Linked DNA regions of Mus musculus: region 1 is linked to region 2. Evidence: chromatin contacts called from public promoter capture Hi-C data. All regions are on one chromosome and are shown on one strand. Each heading gives the region's core, a stretch centred on a gene start, on an enhancer-like site or on the middle of the called end of the contact. The rest is flanking DNA. Distances are from core to core; before and after follow the strand shown. Region 1 holds the start of Chrna10 (cholinergic receptor, nicotinic, alpha polypeptide 10). Region 2 has its middle 19 kb from the start of Lrrc51.

The links. Promoter capture Hi-C pulls out the DNA fragments that hold promoters and counts their contacts.
Region 1: a contact with region 2 is called in a promoter capture Hi-C map of embryonic stem cells, with 4 times the contacts expected there. The contact joins the promoter of Chrna10 here to the enhancer-like site in region 2. A contact is called at or near these places in 18 of 39 promoter capture datasets (the 3T3-L1 cell line, the C10 cell line, the SN4741 cell line and 12 more), 4 of 115 datasets of contacts at active chromatin or transcription factors (the SCID.adh cell line, bone marrow-derived macrophages and embryonic stem cells) and 4 of 9 other capture datasets (adipose tissue, embryonic stem cells, liver and 1 more).

What each region holds. Positions count from the first base shown.
Region 1 is chr7:102,115,207-102,120,606 of GRCm38.p6, forward strand. It overlaps Chrna10 (cholinergic receptor, nicotinic, alpha polypeptide 10), which reads right to left and starts at 1,507. Exons shown (of 5, transcript NM_001081424.1): 1 at 1,051-1,507. The coding sequence starts at 1,111. Nup98 (nucleoporin 98) reads right to left here. Exons shown (of 33, transcript NM_001287164.1): 33 at 4,194-5,400. The coding sequence ends at 5,248. It also overlaps a transcript of Art1 not described here.
Region 2 is chr7:101,937,666-101,942,464 of GRCm38.p6, forward strand. It overlaps a transcript of Numa1 not described here. Among named protein-coding and RNA genes, the nearest start is that of Lrrc51, 19 kb to the left of the region's middle. Within about 2 kb of position 2,751, at least 10 of the 459 cell types and tissues checked have an H3K27ac peak or open chromatin away from gene starts, as enhancers often do. A contact at or near this core is called in embryonic stem cells, where this site is marked.

The DNA of each region.
Region 1 (5,400 bases), core at 257-2,756, 180 kb after region 2:
TCACACATTTTTGATGCTCTGTGCCATTTACTCATATGTCTTCAGAAGCCAGAGGAGAGGACTGGGTTTCTGGCTTTATCACTTTCTACCCTGTTCTCTTGAGACAGGGTCTCGCACTGAACTTGCAACTTGCCGTTTTTTTCAGCTAGTCTGGTTGGCCAGCAATCCCAGCAATCCTCCTGGCTCAGGTTCCTACAGCACTGTGGTTATAGGTGTTTGAGGCCACACCTGACCTTTTTTTTAAATTAGGGATTTTCTTCATTTACATTTCAAATGCTATCCCAAAAGTCCCCCATACCCTCCCCCCCCCACCCCTCCCACTTCTTGGCCCTGGCGTTCCCCTGTACTGAGGCATATAAAGTTTGCAAGACCAAGGGGCCTCTCTTCCCAATGATGGCCGACTAGGCCATCTTCTGCTACATATGCAGCTAGAGATACGAGCTCCGGGGGTACTGGTTAGTTCATATTGTTGGTATTAGCCCAGAAGCTTAGAATACCCAAGATACAAGATACAATTTGCAAAACACATGAAATTCAAGAAGAACGAAGACCAAAAAAGAGTGGACACTTTGCCCCTTCTTAGAATTGGGAACAAAACACCCATGGAAGGAGTTATGGAGACAAAGTTTGGAGCTGAGACGAAAGGATGGACCATCTAGAGACTGCCATTCCCGGGGATCCATCCCATAATCAGCCTCCAAAAGCTGATGCCATTGCATACGCCAGCAAGATTTTGCTGAACGGCCCCTGATATAGCTGTCTCTTGTGAGGCTATGCCGGTGCTTGGCAAACAGAAGTGGATGCTCACAGTCAGCTATTGGATGGAACACAGGGTCCCCAATGGAGGAGCAAGAGAAAGTACCCAAGGAGCTAAAGGGGTTTGCACACCTGACTTTTTACAGTTACTTCTCCCCCACTCCCATCTTCAGCACCCTCTCCTCCACATTCCCCAGATAGCTTGCTCTCAGCAGGCACTGAAGAGAAGGGTAGGGACTGGAGGCTTGTGGTGGACAGGAATAATGGCGGTGTCAGATAGACCTGGTTCATTACCTGCAGGGAGAAAGAGCAGGAGCAGAAACCCAGGACCCAGGTGGTGGCTCCTGGTCCCCATGTCGCTACCACAGCCAGAGGGTGGGCAGGTCTTGAGGAGATGTAAAGCAACAGGCCCTGCTGGCACGGATGAGGTGGACAGTACCTGGAAACCAGAGATTGCGGCTTTCCTTCTGGTCTCCTGTTTGCACCTGCCTGCAGTACTATACCTGGTCCTTGTACCTGCAGTTTCTCCTTTGCTCTTCACAGCCTCTCTGGCTCCATCTTCCGTCCCTTTCCATATGACTAGTGCCGTCTTTTACCTCTCTGTCTCAATTTGCTTTCTTCCTCTGTAATGGTCTTGGTTTCTGTTTTCTTTCCTCTCTCCCCCTTTCTTCTCCTCTTACAGCACCTCAAACCCCCCTTCAATCCATTCCCTGTACCTGGGCTCTGAGCAAGCCTGCTGCTCTCAGCAGAATAGGGCCAGGAACTCGTATCAGGGTTTGAGGCACTGGAGAGCACCCCTCTTCCACTGACTTCTTTTAGCTTAATTGCAGGGTTGGCATACTGGTGCCCATGGGAACAGAACAACTGAAACTGACACCTGAGGGTGCTGGGTCCTAAATTATTCAAATTGTGTAACTCAGAGTCCTGGGGGTTGGGAAGGTTTAGAGATGCCAGGATCTGAAAGTGCAAAACATTATGCTCTAAAGGTATATGGGGCTGAGGCCTGTGAATGAGAACTGTACCTGCCCCCCCCCCCCCCCAGCTCAGCTACATTCCTTGAATTCTAGAGGCTCCTTTTCCTCTCAGTAAGGGACTGGACACCTTAGACTCAGGGGTTTTGTCCAGCTAAGCTCTGCCGTCTTCATGGGAGTGAGCTGAGTCAGACCACTTCACATGGCTCTGTGAAGCATTTCCTCAGTTCTTGTCGTGTTTCCAGGCTGATACTCTACCCAGTGCCTAAATACTGCGGACGGGTGTGAGGGGCTGATCAGGGTTAGGGGGAAGGGTAGGGATTAGCAGATAAAGGGTCACAGTGAGGATTATTCGGTCAGAAGACTTACACTTTAGAATGACCACGGACTTCTGCCTCCACCTCCCAAATATTTGGATTATAATTATGTGCTCGGCTTCCAGTTTATGTGCTGCCTTTTTTTTTTTTTTTTTTGGTTTTTCGAGACAGGGTTTCTCTGTGTAGCCCTGGCTGTCCTGAACTCACTTTGTAGACCAGGCTGGCCTCGAACTCAGAATTTGCCTGCCTCTGCCTCCCAAGTACTGGGGATTAAAGGTGTGCGCCACCACCGCCCGGCATGTGCTGCCCTTTTAGTCCCAATTAGTCAAGGATCACCTTGCACCCCTGCCTCTCCTGCCTCCACTTCCCACGTGCTGAGATGCAGGCAGGCAGGCATCACCATGCTCAGCTTATGTAGTATTGGCTTCTGAACCTAGCTTCCTGCCTGCTAGGCAAGCAACAGTGAACTACAGCCCAGCCTTCCTTTTTTTTCCCTAACTTGTCCTAAGAGCAAGTATTCCAGTTGGGCATGGTGGCACACGCCTTTAATCCCAGCACTCGGGAGGCAGAGGCAGGTGGATTTCTGAGTTCGAGGCCAGCCTGGTCTACAGAGTGAGTTCCAGGATAGCCAGGGCTACACAGAGAAACCCTGTCTCAAAAACCAGCAAGTATTCCCCATACCAATAATCCTTAATGCCGCTAAAACCACGAGCTGGAGCACATTCTTTTTGAAACACCTTTGGCATAAGAAAGTCAAGAATTCTCTGGCAGAAGCCTGGCCATTCTGAGTCAGCGTGGAGGGAGGTTTGCAAACTAATCAACTCCTGACATCAGGGATTGAAGACTCAGACAAAGCAGACCCTCTCTGTTCTTTTATCCTCCAATTCTATGATGTTGCGGAAGTCTTTGGTTTAAACCTGGAATTTGCTCGATCCTCGGTTCAACAATTAGACACAAGTAGACTTGAATTCTCATTGGATACTCCAAGAGGCCTGTGTGAAGCAGCCAGTTGAGGAATCATCGCTACCTTAGAAAGCAGTGACTCCTGGTTTAAGAACCTCCAGTACAGAGCAGGCTTTGAATAGAAAAGTATATTCAGGGCCGGGCAGTGGTGGCGCACGCCTTTAATCCCAGCACTTGGTAGGCAGAGGCAAGCGGATTTCTGAGCTCGAGGCCTAGTGCCTGTGGAAGCCAGAGAGCGGCGGACCCTCAAGAACTAGAATCTGGAACAGTTCTGAGCCACTTTATGGGTGCTGAGAATCAAGCCTGGGTCCTCTTGAGAAGCAGCCAGTGTTCTTCACCACTAGGCCATCTTCCAGCCCCAATTTCTCAGAACTCTTACTAGGGGATGGAGACAAGAGCATCACCCTGGAACTGACCTGCCATCTAGCCTGGAGAAGGCAGCATGGCAGCAGGAATTAGAGACCCTGCCTCAAAGAGGAGGAAGGCAGTAACAGTTTCCAAGTTGTCCTGACCTTGGGCACACATGATGCTCACAAATAAATACTGGATAGTTAAATGCTGAGCATACTTCTCCATCTGCAGTAATGGGAACTGAACCCAAGTTCTTTGCATACTAGGCAAGATCTCTACAGTTGAGCTACATCTAAGCCCAAAGGCTAAGTTTGGACAGATTTAGGGACAAGGAAGTTACTGATTGATAAATACTACACACAAATTTATGCACGTAGATTCTAAATTGAAGTTGTTCATCTGAATATACTTTTTGTTTTTCAAGGCAGGGTTTCTCTGTGTAGCCCTGGCTGTCCTGGAACTCACTTTGTAGTGGTGAATACATACAGGCAAACCACAATACACATAAAATATTAATAAATTCAGACAAAGACAAAACAAAACCAGAATGCTGGAAATTCAGAGTGGGAGTGATGGATATGATCAAAATACACGTAAACATGTATCCATGAGAGTGCTGCCAGGCACATACAGCGCACTGGGATTACAGATGTGTGCTAACAACACAGCTTGCTTTATCAGGAGTCTGAGAACTAAACTTGGATTGTCAGACTTGTGTGGTTAGTGCTCTGACCCTCTGAACTCACTCCTCAGCCCCTCGCTCGCTCTTTAACTTAGGATCGGTTTCTTCTCAGAGTCTCCAAAAACACAAAGAGAAAGTCAATACCACCAGGAATACTATAAACATTTAATTTTATTTTTTTAAGAAAGTACTTCAGAAAGAGGAAAATAATCTAGATCATTTATATATATATATATATTTTTTAATAAAAACCTTTACATAATCTTCATGCATAAAGACCAAGGGGTGGCCATATTGTCTGTGACAGCCCCAAATATCAGCTGTTTCAGGCTAGTACCTGGGACTTCCTATAGCCAGCAGCAATGTGGTAAAGGCCTTCTCTATTTGCCCCTAGGGCGCATCCAGACCTGTCTCAGTGACAGTTTTATCTTCTTGGAAATGTTCTTGGCTAGATGGGAGGGCAGGGAGGAACATCCTTGACATTCTTCATCTAAACTCCTCTGGCAAATCGAAGACGACGACGACTGATGATCAAGGGCCTGAGCGAATCTGGAGCTTCTCAGACTGGTTCTCGGTGGCTTGGGGCCACTGCGCATGATAGTATGGTGTCCAAAGGATACACAGGGCATGAGTAAAGGCCTTGAAGATCTCTACCTCTATGGCAGACAGCCCTTCTATCTTAAATTTACCAAAGAACAAGGTCCAACTCTCTTTTGACTCCAAAATCCACCGTTACTGAGAAATCTACTTGAGGGACAAATCTGTAAGGAAGGTCAGTCAGTCATATGCCAGATGTCTGTCAAACAGTCACGGTACAAAAGGATCGCAGTGGTGGAGGTTAGATGCTGGCATGGGGTGAGAGCCAGAACGCTGGGTGTGGAAAAGAATTCCCTAGGTTTTGGGAGGTTCTGCCAAAGAGGTTTTATTGACCATTTTTCAAAAGAAAAAAAAAAAAAAAAAAAAGAAAAAGAAAAAAAAAGGTCTTGAGGTTGATAAATGGAGACCTGTCTTCTTTGTTGTTGTTCCAGAAGCCCTTATGAGCTATTGTAGGCTATGCTCAGTATTAGGAAAACCCCTGAATAACTAGAAGATGCAGCAGAAAGGAATGGAGGATTCCCAGAGATTGGCAAAGTGTCAACTAAAACAGTGCTGGGGACTGTGGTGTGGCGAGTGTGAGTGGGCATGAGTGTGGTGGCAAGAGCCAAGCTCACTGGCTCCCAACAGTCAGTTCTCGAAGGTAGGACTGGGTAAGGCCTCGCAGTTCCTCCAAGGCGTAGTCCTCAGGCATGGGGAGCCTGCCAATGTGGGGAGCCAAAAGACGCAAAGGGACTCGCTGAGGGTCTGGCGTTGAGTTGGAGGT
Region 2 (4,799 bases), core at 1,501-4,000:
GCTTCTTTTTCTTGGGGCATTCCCTGGCCCAGTGGCCCCGTGGCCCTTACAATAAGCCCATTGGTTCTTACCTCCTTCTCTGGAAGCCATCTGTTTCAGGCTTCTCCTACAGCCTTCTGGTGGCTATGGTTGCCAACAGGATCTTTGCCAGGTTGAGAGTCTGTTGCTTCTGCTCTTTCACCTGTCGTTCCTCCATTTGTTTTTCTGCTTTTATCTGTTCCTCTGTACCCTCCCTTCCATTAGACGCGTTCTCTGAGTAAGTCTCTCAGACCTTTTTCTCCTAACCTTTTTGGAGCTTTCTCTTGTTATCTGGTGCTGCCTGGTTAATAATAAAGGCAAGAGCTGCCACTGCTTTTGTTTCTGGTGATTCAGGATCCATGGGGGTGTATCGTTGGAATGCCTCCATGACCCTCTCGAAGAAGCTTCGAGGCTCTCATTATCATCCTGACTAATGTCATATACTTTGGTCAGATTAGTGGGCCATCATGCATCATCTGTCCTGTCAACAGAGCCCTCCCTCCCTTCCTTCCTTCCTTCCTTCCTTCCTTTCTTTCTTTCTTTCTTTCTTTCTTTCTTTCTTTCTTTCTTTCTTTCTTTCTTTCTGTTTTTTTGAGACAGGATTTCTCTGTGTAGCCCTGACTGTCCTGGAACTCACTCTATAGACCAGGCTGGCCTCAAATTCAGAAATCCACCTGCCTCTGCCTCCCTAGTGCCTGGATTAAAGGCATGCACCACCACTGCCTGGCTCTCCCCTTACTTTCAACAGTGTAAAAATCCCAATCTGGGTGGGTTAAGGGAAAGTCATTATCAATAGCTACTTGGTTATTGGTGGATTCCTCCACAGGGTCAGGAACCAGTTTCCTGGCCTCTGTTTGGATTCTGTCCCTCTTCCGTGGTAAAGAGAACCTGCAAAAGCTGTTGGCAATTATCCCAAGTGGGCTGGTAGGTGAAGAGGACTGTCTCTAAGCGATTAATTAAATCTTGAGAGTTGTCTGAAAAGGAGAGTTCTGAGTCTTCCAGTTATACAGGTCACTAGTGATGAAGGAATTATAGGGATGAGGTTGGTTTCCTTGATCATCATTGACTGATTCTGCAGTGTCCAAGGACAAGATAACAGACTCAGGCTCCAGGAAGCTCCTGATGGCTTTGTGTTCCTGCATCAGGTCCCACCTTCCCTGCCTGCAGCAGGGCTGCCTGCCGCAGAGCTGCCTGTAGCAGCTGCTGTTCCCTCTGAGGGGTACAAGAAGGTAGAGGTAGAAAGATAATATTCTTCCTTGGAGGACCAGGTAGAGGGATGGTCCAGTGTCTCTTCCTTTGTATCCTTGGGCTTTTTGCTAGCCAAGGCAAAAACGTCTGCCTGTTGTCTAGGGAGAAAAAGTTTAAGCCAAGAGGGCCAGTCCTGTAGGAGGTCTTGCCAGACCACCATAAGGTATTTGGTCTGGGTGGCCAGGTTTGGGTCTAAAAATGACTTTCTTGGGGCTGGGGAGATGGCTCAGGCTCTTCCAGAGGCCCTGAGTTCAATTCCCAGCAACCACATGGTGGCTCACAACCATCTGTAATGGGGTCTGATGCCCTCTTCTGGTGTGTCTGAAGGGAGCAATGGTGATGTACTCATATAAATAAAATAAATAAATAAATCTTAAAAAAGATGACTTTCTTGATCCCTTGGACCATTCCCAGGTCAAAGTATCCCCCCCCCCCCCGCCCCTACTGGGGCCAGCCAGTGTTAAAGGTGGGTCATCCTGGCTTGAAAAATATGGTTAGTTTATCTTTCCCAATGGTGACAGAGATTGTGTCCCCTAGTTTTAACATCCTTAAAGTGGCTAAGAAACAATTTAGGTGGAGTTGAAGGTAATTGTCCCATGTTAGCATCTGTCAGAGTCAAAGTCACCCTGTAATGAGAAACTCAAGGGTAGACAATTAGTCCTGACAGTGAGGACAACAACCAAAACACAAGAAAAATGCTCTCTGTCAAGAGGGAATGAGAAATAACCAGAAGGTAGCACCCATGGCTCTCTGAGTCCAGCATCCAATCCTAGATTGAGACAGCAAAGTCTACTGATTGGGGTCTGGAATGTCTTCGAGCTCCGTTTGGTTCCAGTGCATCAGCTTCAGCTACCTCTGATCACAATTACAGATTCAAAACCAATTCTCAAGTCTGACAGATATGGCACCTCTCAGTTTACATACAAACAACAACACAGACTGCATCGCTGACACCCTAAACCAAAGTTACCTCATTGCTTCCTGGAACCAAAGTTCGAAGTGCTGTGCAGAGACCTGGAACAGAACAGAATTACACACTGACAGACATAGACCATAGTGCTGTGCAGACACCCGGAACCAAAGCTACCTGGATGCCACCTGGAACTAAAGTTACCACAGTGCTGTGCAGACACAAACAGAATTCTGTAGTGGTACACAAACCTGTGAACAGAAATTACCAGTATCGAGACCCTTTGGGTGGAGGCTTTCCTGGCCAACACTCCAAAATGTTGTGTCTGTTTTCAAGACCCCCAACCCATCAAGGAGCTGATTCTGATGCAATTGCACAAGGGTCTCTTTTATTCAAGCTCAGGCCTACTCACCTCTGACCCTGATGGAGCAGGATAGGCAGGTGAAACTGCTCCAGTCTTGGAGTCCTCGAAGAAAAAGGTTTTATCGGAAATGGCCAGTAAGCAGGGGGTTTATAGCCTGGCAAGCATCTAACTGAATGACTATTGTAAGCTGACAGGTGGGTGCTGAGACAATCAGACTAATCTTCATTGCCTATTGCTAGGAAGTATCTAGGGAGTAACTCTAGGGCATGGACCAGAAAGGTATTTGGGTGCAGCTTAGATTCAGCTACAGATTACGTTCTCAGGCTTGTTTCTTTTTTCTTTTTCTTTCTTTCTTTTTTTTTTTTCTTTTTTTCGAGACAGGGTTTGTCTGTGTAGCCCTGGCTGTCCTGGAACTCACTCTGTAGACCAGGCCGGCCTCGAACTCAGAAATTCACCTGCCTCTGCCTCCCAAGTGCTGGGATTAAAGGCGTGTGCCACCACTGCCCAGCGATGGTATTTGTTTTAATTTCAGCATAATATTATCCTTTTTTGGTGGGGGTGGAAGTATGAAACTGCCTCCTGAAAACATAATTTACCAACTTGATTTAATCCATATTTATATCTTTTTTTCCTTTTCTTTGTGTGTGGCTTAGTCTTTTGTTTCCAAAGTTCTGGGTTTGTCAAGTCTTACTACTCTCTCAAGTCTGTTATGGGGAGGGAGCTTTGCCGGTAAGGGAGGGAGTAGGGAGACTCTGCGCTGTGGATATCTTACCTGTGTCTGTGTATGGTGCGTATTCAGGTCAAGGGAAGCTTTCAGGCACACGAATAGGTATATGTGTTCTGTTCCTGTGTGGTACTTTTCTCCTTTAGAGGAAGAAGCACAAAGGACTCTTTTGTTGGTCCAAGTTCAAGCACATGATGACTAATTGTAAGGTCTGAATCTTAGTCTAAAGCCAGTCTTACTCTGTCAGAGTGAGATTTTACCTGATGGCTCACTAAGAAACATTTCCTTTTGGAAGATTTCTTTATCTATCTATCTATCTATCTATCTATCATCTATCTATTTATTTAATGTATGTGAGCACACAGCAGAAGAGGTCATTAGATCCCATTACAGATGGTTGTGAGCCACTATGTGGTTGTTGGGAATTGAACTCTGGAAGAACAGTCAGTGCTCTTACCTGCTGAGCCATCTCTCCAGCCCTGGAAGTTTATTTTTATTTGTGAGATTTGGAAGTGGGATGAATGCCTTGAACTAAGAACTGTAGAATTGTTGGGCTGCAGACACAGCCCTACCCCGATGCCTAAACAGAACTGAGCAAGGGCTGTTTTGATATTTGTGTGTAATTGATAAGAACAGATGGCCAGAAGGTTCTGAGGTCATTGATTTTTACCTATTATACACCAAGCTTATCAAGAAGTGTTCAGATTCAAAATGAGCATGTGCAAGAATGAAACCATTACCAAAGGCAGAAAAATCCATCTTAGTGTAGAACTGCCTTCTGTACCCCTATTTTCCTTTTTGCAGTGCTGGGGAACAAATATATTTTCTAGGCCTCTTCCACTGAAGCATACCTCTATTGTGCCTGTGTATATTTCCTGCTTGTTTTCTGGCCATCTCCCCTCCCCCCCACCCCCCACACACTTGGCTCTTTTCTTTTATGTTGAATAAATTCATGTTACTCCTTTAGATATTTCCTGCAGTTGGAGGTGAGGCTGGGTGTCTCCTAGTAGTAAACATTGTTTTGTTGAAAAATGTCTTTATTTCATCTTCAGTTTTGATTGTTAGCTGGATACTAGGCTTCTAAGTTATTTTCTCTCAACATATATGAAATGTGATTTAATTGAATTTTTGCTTTTGTTCGTCCCTTTTTTTGTGTCACTATGGAGGTCTGGCCAGCTTGGCATTTGCTATAGAGATGACCCAGAATCATAGCGATCCACTTGCTTGAGCCTCCTGAGCGGTGGAATTAAAGGCATGTTCAGCTTGGACTTTTTCTTTTTCTTTCTTTCTTTCTTTCTTTTTTTTTTTTTTTTTTTTTGAGAACTGTGCTCATGATTTTTACAGTTTCATTGTAGGAACCTATCTTCCTCTTTAAGATCCTCCTGGTTGTCATTTGTGTTACAATTTTCATTACATGGTGTTATTTTTTTTAAAATTATACACACACACACATGTGTAAGGGGCACATGTGTACCTCGGCATATGTGTGAAGGTCAACAGACAACTTTTTGGGTTTGGGTCTTTTTTTCCACCAT